Regions from separate parts of the Mus musculus genome. Here region 2 is linked to region 1. The links are chromatin contacts, called in public Hi-C maps. All regions are on one chromosome and are shown on one strand. Each heading gives the region's core, a stretch centred on a gene start, on an enhancer-like site or on the middle of the called end of the contact. The rest is flanking DNA. Distances are from core to core; before and after follow the strand shown. Region 1 has its middle 23 kb from the start of Gm23423. Region 2 overlaps Clvs1 (clavesin 1).

The links. Hi-C and Micro-C count contacts between places; a contact is called where the count stands out from the background.
Region 2: a Hi-C map of the N1E-115 cell line shows a contact between it and region 1, with 6 times the contacts expected there. The contact joins two enhancer-like sites. A contact is called at or near these places in 2 of 484 Hi-C or Micro-C datasets (the N1E-115 cell line and nephron progenitors) and 1 of 115 datasets of contacts at active chromatin or transcription factors (cardiomyocytes).

The regions. Positions count from the first base shown.
Region 1 is chr4:9,230,698-9,235,712 of GRCm38.p6, forward strand. It overlaps a transcript of Clvs1 not described here. Among named protein-coding and RNA genes, the nearest start is that of Gm23423, 23 kb to the left of the region's middle. Within about 2 kb of position 3,669, at least 5 of the 459 cell types and tissues checked have an H3K27ac peak or open chromatin away from gene starts, as enhancers often do. A contact at or near this core is called in the N1E-115 cell line, where this site is marked.
Region 2 is chr4:9,443,255-9,448,558 of GRCm38.p6, forward strand. The region is part of intron 5 of Clvs1 (clavesin 1); the gene reads left to right. Among named protein-coding and RNA genes, the nearest start is that of Gm11816, 160 kb to the left of the region's middle. Within about 2 kb of position 1,342, at least 67 of the 459 cell types and tissues checked have an H3K27ac peak or open chromatin away from gene starts, as enhancers often do. A contact at or near this core is called in the N1E-115 cell line, where this site is marked.

The DNA of each region.
Region 1 (5,015 bases), core at 2,419-4,918:
TACTCACCTGTTCAGCTGGTGTGTTCAAGGGAATGCTTGCTGGTGCTGAGGTTGGGGAAACGAGAGGCCGGGGAAGATGGTCTCTTGCAGCACTAGGGGTGACCCTTAGAATTGGATCTTGCAGAACACAGAGAGGAGAAGGTCCATGGGCAGCCTTCCTGGTTATCTGGCAGGCTTGGCCTGTGGTTGAGCAGGGGTTGTCTGCCTGAGTTGGAGCCTGGGACATACAGATGAGGCAGAGAGGGAAGGCCAGGTTGGGATGGTCTGTGGGATCCGCAGAAGGTGTGGAGGGAGAGGGCTTGAAGCTGCAGTGATGTTCTATTGTAGCACTAGGGACAACCCTGAGAACTGTGTCTAGGGTCAAAGAGTGCTTGTGCCCTTATTTCTGTCACCTTCTTGTACATTCCTTGACATTAATTTGTAGTTATGCCTCCAGCTTCCAAAAATGTATACTTGACTCATTCTTTTTAAGAGCCCTATATGGTTTGTAATCTCCCTATTTCATCTGTCTGTCTGTCCATCTGTCTGTCTATCTATCTATCTATCTATCTATCTATCTATCTATCTATGTATCTAATGTCTATTTCAGTTTTTCAAGATAGGGTTTCTTGTGTAGCTCTTGCTGTCTTGGAACTCACTCTATAGACCATGCTGACCTCAAACTCAGAGATCTACCTGCTCTGCCTCCCAAGTGCTGGGATTAAAGGCGTGTTTAGTTTTAATTGCTTGTGTGATGAATTGGGAAATATATATTGGACTATGGGCTATTTATCAGTGGCTACTTCACTAAAAATAATCACTCCCCCTTTCCAGTAGCCGTTAATAGTACCTCCTTGATGGCCCAGAAGGACTGTAATTCCGAACTCACTGCACAATATTTGTACAAGATAAGGCCTATTAGCATTTCATCCTACATGGATGACAGACTCTTGAGACGCACCCTTCACTGAAGAACCATGAGGGAAAAAAATGCATGCTATCAGCACATAGAATCCTTCACACGTTTGAAGGGAGGGGCAATAGCAGAGTATTTCTGTGGCTGGGCTTTTGTGGGGGACAAATTTACCTGCAAGCCATGTTGATTTCTTGTCTTTCAGGAGGAGAGATTTCTGGACATTGGTACATTTAACTATCTTGCTATGAATGCTTTATGCTGTGGAAAATTTTTAATTCATATATTTTCTTTTCATTCTACCATCAGTATATATTTAATTTACCCTGAAGACCAAAGACCTGCTCAGCTTCTAAAGTTGGCGTTTCCAGTATATCAGATGATTGAGATCGGGCCCTGACATCATTATTTTTTTTTCTAAGATCAAAGTGTATGTATAAGAATGTTATGATGAAACCCAATACTATATGTATACAACGCATGGTATCAAAACCCACAAAAAGATTATGGGCCTTCATATTCATAATATTGCTATTTTTACTTTAGATTCTAGGTCATGGGCTTGTAAAATCTGTTAAACAATATGGTGCATGAAACACATCTGTGTCTGCTCTAAACTGCCCCTGCTTAGAGAACCAAAAGAAGATTTTTACTGGATTTTTCAGTAACTTTCAGATTTTTATATTCCATAAAGAGAGTGTCTGAATGTTGTATACTGTTAATGGCAATCTGCCTAGAGCCTGCAGGAGTGTCATGATTATGAAGATACCTTTAATAAAGCTACATGTAGTTTGGCTTAAGAAAATAACCCCAAATTGGCCTTACTCTAAGGATTCATATGCTTTCAAATCTAAATACCATCTTTGGCTTAACAATATGTAACCCAACTTTCTTTTACATATATTATGTACTATTGTTTTGAGAAAAGACTAGCTAACATATTTTCATTTTTAAAACTTTTTATTGACTCTTTGTGAATTTCACATCATGTACCCCAACCCTACTCATCTCCCTGCCCCTCACATCCAAACTCAACCCTTGCAAAATCCCATCCAAAAGAAAAAAACAAAAACCTTGATGTGGACACTGTAGTATGTTACAGTGTGTCCCACAGTATACTTGTTTGTCTATACTTCTTTGCTTACAAATGTCCACTGCAATGAGTCATTGGTTTGGTTCAAAGCCTATGGCTTCTGCTATACTATCAATACTGGAACTTCCCTGGACTCCTCTTGCATATCCTGTTGTTGCCCAGTGTTATGGAGATCCTGTAGTTCTGGATCTGTAGAACCAGCCCGTTCGTGTGCTCCAATCATTAATCAATGAGGTCGATGTTGGGGTGAGCCAACTCAAAGCCCTGGATCTGAGCCTGAGAGGTATCTGAGTTGTCTATGCCACCAGTGCTCCCACACTCACACCCTCAGGGTTGGCTCATCTGCAACTCTGCTACTAGAGTCAGCTCTATTGTTCCTGGGTAATATGCTGTTCTCCAGAGAACTACAGCTGGTAAGGGGTGAGATCAGCTCTCCCAGGATGCCCAGGGGAACAGTGGGGCCAGTTCTTCATAGCTATCAGACGTCAATATGGCCCCAGGCAGCAGCCCAGAGAAGGTACATCTGGCCTTTGGTGGTAATAGACCTTCACTGCTGCAGGGCCACGAACCCAGAACAGGCCAGGACTTCACCATGGTCTACTCACATCAGGCTGTTGCTTACTACCCTCGAGTCTCCAGTTCTACCTCTCCTCATTCTGCACACATCCTATTGTTTCTTTTTCTTTCATCTCTCCACCACTTGCTTGCTTATCTTAGTGGTGCCTGGGGTCTCTGGGTGTCTGGGATCATCTCAGAAGTGGTCTCAGGAGTGCACTGTCCAATTCATGCAGTGTGGCACCAGGCATGGGTCATCTCAGGCATGGTCTGCCAGCCCAGGCCTGCACAGCGATGGACTGGTGGTTGTCTCAGGCTAACTCCTTGTCCAGAGCCCATGGTGCTAGGCTTGTGATAGTCTTAGGCTCACTCCCCACAGCCCCAGGTTGGGGTTGTCTTGTTTAGGGCTCCCTCCTACTGAGGCCACATGGTCCTAGGCAGGAGTCCCATAGTTCCATTTTTAACATAGTAAAACACAGCAGACTCAAATTAATTTTTGAGTCTGAAGTCTGAAGTGACCTAGGACATTCCCTCTGCTGAGCAACTGCTCATGTTGTTACTCTCCAGAACTTTGCACCAGCCCACACTGAATGGGACCTGTGACACAGCGATTTTCTCTAGCTCCTCACAATAGACTCCATTCTGCTTTCTCTTTTGAGACAGGTTCTCACTATGCAGCCCTGGTTAGCCTGAAGACTAAGCTGGTCTTGAACTCACAGAGATCCACCTGCCTCTGACTTCTGAGTGCTGAGAGCCATTCTATTTTCTATCTCTATGAATGAGCCTGTTAGGCACTTTACATATGAAGGCATATGATATATTAAAATACTGTTTCAAAGCTAAGGACTCACACGGTATGAAACCACCAGAACGGGCTCTGTTCTGTTATTGACTGTGGTTTTTATGCATCCTGCTGATTAGATTTGAGAGGTGGTTTTAGCGAAGGAGGCAATTTTAGAAAATTTCAAATCAAATAAATCACTGCAGCCTTCTCATGTCACACAGAGCTCCTAAGTGGATTAAAGAAAGCAAGTTTCACTACCAGGCCTACTTATCTACTTACACACTGTTGTTATTGATTTCCTAATTGGAAATGTAGGTTTCTAAAGACCTTCAGGGTCTGACATCACATGGCTATGGGGTGATGGTCCTGATGCAGAGACGGTAACTTCCTTGCTGTTCAGCATGTTCTTTCCCCCCGAACCATCACCAAAATGCATTTGATTGATCCTAACACAGACATTCCAAACTGACCAAAACTGATTACTGCTGCACTATTTGATTTAAACAGAATGCATGTTGTGGGGCTAATTCCAACAAATGCATTAGCAGTGACACTTTCATTTACTGTCACTGTGCTAATTGAGCGGAGAGACATTTCCTTTGCTGCTGTGTGCTACACTTTGCAGCGGACAAATATTGATAAAACATCTCTCGTAGTTCTCTCACCCATTAAGTTGATGTTAGGCATGTCTTCAAGGCCTGTAAATTTGATATTTATTCCACAAAGCCCCACAGTTAAGATCTTGATGTTTAAGATTTTATGAGCTTTAAATAATGTCCTAACTCCAGACCATAAATACTTAAATTATTTGTGACTTGTATATACATGAAAAAGGTGGCAAAAATCATTTAGAAGCTTTCATTTCTCTGTCTTCTGAGTAAATCAGCTTTGGAAATAGAAATTTTCCTGTCTGATGGCAAAGTTGGTTGTGGTTTGCTTACCTTAGGGCTCAGGCTTCAAGACCATCAAGATTTCTACCCGTGTCCTAAGGAGATCATAGAACATTGAGTGTATTCTATCAAATTAAAGGGATAAAAGCTGGGTGAAAGAGGAGTGACAAAGGGTAGGAAGAGAAAAATTCTGAGTCAATGAGGCAAAAGGATAACCTAGGCTACAGTATTCTGGTTACAAATCAGCACATCTACTTAGATCTGCAGTTGAGAAGTCAAACGTGACAGCTCGCCCGCCATGCACTGCTCACTCCTGCACTGCTCACTCCAGAGTCACTAGGTACATTTGATTGTATGTCTCCTTCCTACATCAGCAGGGCCCAGGTCTGCATGGCTGTTTAGTGCATATGTATTTATGGTTATTAGCATTAGTGGTGATGATGATCCAGGTAATAAGACACCACAAAAGTCAGGAAAAGAGGGCAGGTCAAGACAAAAGGAAGATATGGGTCAGGACCTGGGGCAGAGTGAGAGCAGACACTGGGAGGAGCTTCCCTCATCCTGAGCATTCTTCTCCAGCCTCACCTCAGTATTGGCAATGCTCAGGACTTTCACTGTTTTAAGTTGGGAATGTATCTCATTTTAACTTCAAAACCCTTAATTCACAATGAACTCAATAGGGACTTCGGAGAAAGATTTTCACCACTTTCTTGATAAGTCAAATGCATAAAAATGCCTCAGCATTTAAGGAGTCAAGACATAGCATTCAACAGTGCTGCCTGTGGTTTCCAAAGCACCGGA
Region 2 (5,304 bases), core at 92-2,591, 210 kb after region 1:
AGTTTCCTTATTACTAGGCTGTGTAGATTAAATGAAGGGTAAATATTAGAATTGGATGCTAAAGGCTGCCCTATAAGCAGCTTCAAGATGCTCCTGAACGTACAGAAATCTGTGGCCTGTGTAGAAGACAGAGTTGCTGGACAAGTCTTGCGGATGTACCAGGAGGTCGCATCAGGGCTCCCAACTCAGTCTCACAGAAAAATGTGCTTTGAAGAGGTTGGTCTTCCACTACCACGTAGGACTCCAAGGTTGTATATGTTGTATGTCCTCTGGCCTCCACATTCCCTATGTACATACACACACACACACACACACACACACACACACACACACAAGGAAAAAATCCATTTCATTTGTTTTTCCTCCACTTAAAGCCTTGATTCAATTTTCCATTGGCCCTGGACAAAGTCCAGCACACTTATTATTATGCCCCATTCGCTGTGTCTGAAGTCTCTGGAATACATACCCAGACATTCTTCTCCTTGTATACTGATCTGCAACTATTTAACTTAAAAGGGGAAAACCAGTAATTGACTGCATGTAAGACATTGCAGTTGTACAGGAAATCCTGTTTGTGTAGCGTTTAACATGATGAACCATGCCCATCACTGCCAGGACGTGGCCGTGGAACCAGCTTGGTCTTCCTAAGCACTGGGCATTTGATGCCATCTCCATCCTCGTTGTTGCCTGGGAAACTGTCCCAACTAAGCAATCTTTCTTGCTGTTTATTTACTTGTTTATATATTTATAAGCAGGGTCTCAGTTGATATGTAGCTGGGGCTGGGCTGAAATGTACTAAATAGTCCAGGCTAGCTCCAAAACCACAGTCTTCCTGCCTCAGCTGCTGAGTGCTGGAATTGTAGCTGTGCACCAGTATGCTAGGCTATACATTTATCAAGACCTCAGGGAGCAAAGTCTTTTGTTTTATTTTCTCCATTCCAAACAAAACGTTATCTCCTTTACCACATTTCAAATCCTTTGGCATTTCATTCTCCACTTTGTCCATCCAGCCATTCACCCTCCACCCGTTTTCCCACTCGTTCTTCAGGTCTATTCACTGGGCTTTCACTTAGCATCTGTTGCTGTCATGGCTGTGTGTCACCACCATGCCAGCCCTGAGTCTACCCGCCACACAGACAGTCGCCCACGCTGCAAGTTACATTCTGATGGATGGATGTGAGTATTCAGAGGCCTGATATTCACACTGAGCTAATAACACCAGACAAGTTCCATCAATGTACTCTCATTTGATTAAAAACCAGAGCTATGAAAGGGCTCTGTTACGCAGAGTACTAGCCATTCTTCTCCAAGCTGTCCCAGGGGTGGAATGAGTCACCAGCATTGATTGTCTCAGCTGTTGGCAGCCTCCACCATACCTCTGCCTCTTCAGAACATCACATCCCGGTCCTGCTGTGGTGACGTCACCGGGCTCACACCACTGATTCTGGAGGGAGGGAAAGGAGTGTGGACGGAGAGGCTGACTCCTGGCTCTCTGTGCTGGTCTAGTCCTACAGAAACCTGACTACTCAGAGGAGGCAGTGTGAACGCCTGCAGTCATTTTCTGCACTGTTATTTTAAGTTCTGATTTGATAGCTGATAAGAATGTCCACAAATATCTATGTGCTCAAAATCTACATGTCTTGTGCTTCTGTGGACCACCTCCCACATCTGAGCTCGCTTTCAAAGTGTGTTAGCAAAAGCACTATAAACGCTCAATGCTCACACCTCGGCGCTCACAAACCTACACCCCCACCCCCCGAATGTTGAATGACTGCAGAGATGAGGCTCTTTCAAACACAGAAATCCCTCTAGGCCTCACTTCTGCAGCATCTGCTATTCCCCATAATATAGGCATTATTTTTATCTCCAATTTACAAAGGAGAAGGCAGCGTTAACCTGAGGACATAAAGTTCGTGTTGGCATTCTAATCTAGCGGGGAGCCCCTTGGGGGGAACTTCTTCTGTACTTGAGGTTATTGGAGAAAAAAGCCATGAAGATTGCTTAGGATCCTTTAAAAATATGCAGTACGTGCATGTGTGTGTGTACACGTGTGTGTGTGTGTGTGTGTGTGTGTGTGTGTGTGTGTGTGTTGCATATGCACTTTTTTTGTATGGGTGAATGTTTACATGGTGTGCATATACATGTGTGCACATTTGTGTGTGGATCAGAGGATAACTTTAGACCTCATTTCTCAAGTGCTGTTTACCTTGATTGTTTTTTTTTTTTTTTTTTTTTTTTTTTGTTGTTGTTTAAACCGGTTTCTCCCACCGGCTTTGAGTAGACTACGCAGACTGGCAGGAAGTTCCCAAGGCTCTCCCCATCTCTCTTCTCCAACACTAGGATTGCAAGCATGTCTTTGTTTATTTATTTTTTTTAAATGTGAGTTCTGGGACTTCCAGTCTGGTCTTGATGTTTGTGCCTCAAGCACTTTACTGACTGAGCTATTTCCTCAGACCCAAATATATTTTCAGTTTATTCTTGGAGAATTTCAAACATGAATACAATGTGCTTTGGTCAAATCCACCTTCTACCTCCAGCAGAAATTTCTATTCCTGGAGGGAAGTGCTACAAGCCAAGGGGTCAGAGAGTTCTGAGTTCTTCCACAAAACTAACCCTCCTGTTAACTTGGAAAATTAAAATGACTTTTGTGGGGTTCTCCCCGATGAAATGCAGAGATTGATTCTCAAGAAACAAATGGTTAACACCTAACTCAAGGGAGAGCCTAGCCAAACCACCTCTGCAGTACCTTTTGGCCCTGGCATTGTGATTCCTGGTATGTACTCCATGTAAAGGACAGAGCAGTCAGGTCCTTATAGGGCTTCTCCATAGCTCAGATAGGCAATGGAGGACAACTAATAAGAACACAGACCAAGCAGAGAACAACAGGAAAGCATCCTCTGGGTATAAAGACTAGGTGAAACCTTGTAGGGATTGCCTTCTCCACCACTGAAATTACCCATCACCCTCTGCATGAGGTTAGATGGTATTCTGCATTAAAAAGAGGAGAAATACAGATGTTTATTTTAGCACGAGAACTTGGCTTCTCAGGAGTAGACAGAGCCACTAAACGGTCTTATCTACTGTGCTGAACTGAGCACAGCCTAAGCATGCTGACCAGAGGGAGACATTTTCATCAGTGAGCAATTGAATTGACTTTCAGAGGCAATCTTTATGTAGCTAACTTACTAAGGGCAAGATTCAAGAAGGATCCCAAAGAAATGGGATTTTCCCCCAGGAATCTCATCCTAGGAAGAGGGAAGGGTGCCCTGAGAGGGAGCATGTCTCCTGAAAAGAGATTTCAAACAATTCTAACAGTTGTCTGACAGGATGAGACTGAAATCCCAATAAGGATGGGTCAAGGGTACTTGAGAACACGCCTTGACCACTTGAGGGATTTGTGAATGCCTTTGTCTCTCTTCCCAGTGTGCTCACATTGAATAAATCTCATTCTAATCCTTTCTATTACAAAAACAAGAGTTTGCTATATACCTTTTCAGTGAATTTCAAATATTTCATGACATAGTGAGTCACTGACATCGAGTTTTAATATTAAATGTCTCTTGTGTGACTAGGTAAATAGAATTCTATCATGTCAAAAGTTAAGAAGCCATGTTCCCAATTAGGGGACATATAAACCTGGGGCAAGATGCTGCTTGCTTCCTTATTCTCAATATCTTGGAACAGGCCTGTTGTCACTTATCAGTCAACCAAGACACATTCTATTGGGTAAGACATTCCAGGTCATTGCTGTCAATGTATCTACTGAAAGAAATAACACAGGTCCCAATTGCATCTCAGGAGGGGAGAGTGAACAGTGTCCATCTGAATAAGAAGGGCAAATGAGACTATTGTGTGAGCAATAGATTTACCCTTCTGTCTTCCCTTCTTTCCATGTTCTCTTCTCAATCATCTGTCTTCCCTGCCTGGGCAATGGGGCATCTGCACAGGTCTACAACATTCTAGCTTGGATCTCTGTACCTGGATGACTTAACAATGAAGGTTTCTGCACATTTGCTCATAGAGATTGGTATAGAGCAAAGCTTCACAAACATCAATTAGCCTCAGTCATCAGGTTTGAAAATATTGAGAGCCACCTGATTTTCACTAATCATAATGTGAGATAGGAAAGTTTAAATATAAATCCAATAGTCATTAAAGTCAGAGGTAATAACTTGGACTGCCTAAATATTTTAAGATCTAAAAGAATGGAGACAAGTTGGATACATGAAGCAAGTTTAAAAAGATGATATTTGTTTCTCAACCTGAAGGTTTTTGAATAGAACTTTCAAGGCAGGAAGGAACTGGGTAAACAGCATCATTTTTAAGAATAGTCTGCTGTACACTGATGCCAGGAAGGAGAATACGGCTCTTGATAACCCCAACCGACAGATAATCATTTCACTCAAGGCCACACCATGAATACTGTGAATAACCACCTGGCTGATGGTGGAAAAATCTAGAAATCGTGGCCCAACTGGAGTAGTTAGGGAGGAAGACCTTGCACTAAAACAAGGCTTCAAAGCAGACTCTGAAGGGATTGTGTCTGCTCAGCCCTCCGCAGACAGAGGTTATACACTAGAGATCCAACCAATGAATGGGCTCACTTCACTTCTTGTAGTAATTCCCTAAATAATAAAATATGTACTTTATATTAGGCATTACAGGAGAGTGAGCACTGAGTCTATGCAGATACTGCACCCTAATATAAGAACTTGAACTTCTGCTGATTCTGATATCTAGAAGGGTCCTGGGACCCAACCCCACAGGCAGAGAGAGAAATGGCAGGATCCTGTAGCTCTGGGAGAAGGAAGCAAAGACAGGACACATGTGTCTTCAAAACCAGGTTTGAGTTCAATGTGAAAAACGATCCTTGAAAGGTTGATCTTCTGGGTCACAGAGGAGCAAGCTTCTCGAGTTGGCCGTCTTCAAGAAGAGGTGCATGAACAATGCCGGTGAGCACCTAGACCTCACCCAGACTCCAGGCGGGCAAGGGGCTGCTTTGTGTAATAAAGTTGGTTTATCTGTCAGAAAGAAGTGCAGTTCAAACTTTCAATAGTTGATTGCTACCAGGCTCTTTTATTTCCACAGAATTCTTAGTGCAAAGCAATTATGCAGTGGTTTAAGAATCTGGAGGGAGTCGCTGTGTGTGGGTAGCCATACAGCTGTGGTCTGGTCTGTTTGCTTTCTTTCAAATTTTATATAGCACCTCAAAATATAGCTCAGCCTGGCTTGAACCCACACGCCTCTAGCCTCAGCTTCCCGGAACGCTGGTTTTACCAGTTTGTCTTGTTATCATCTGAGGTT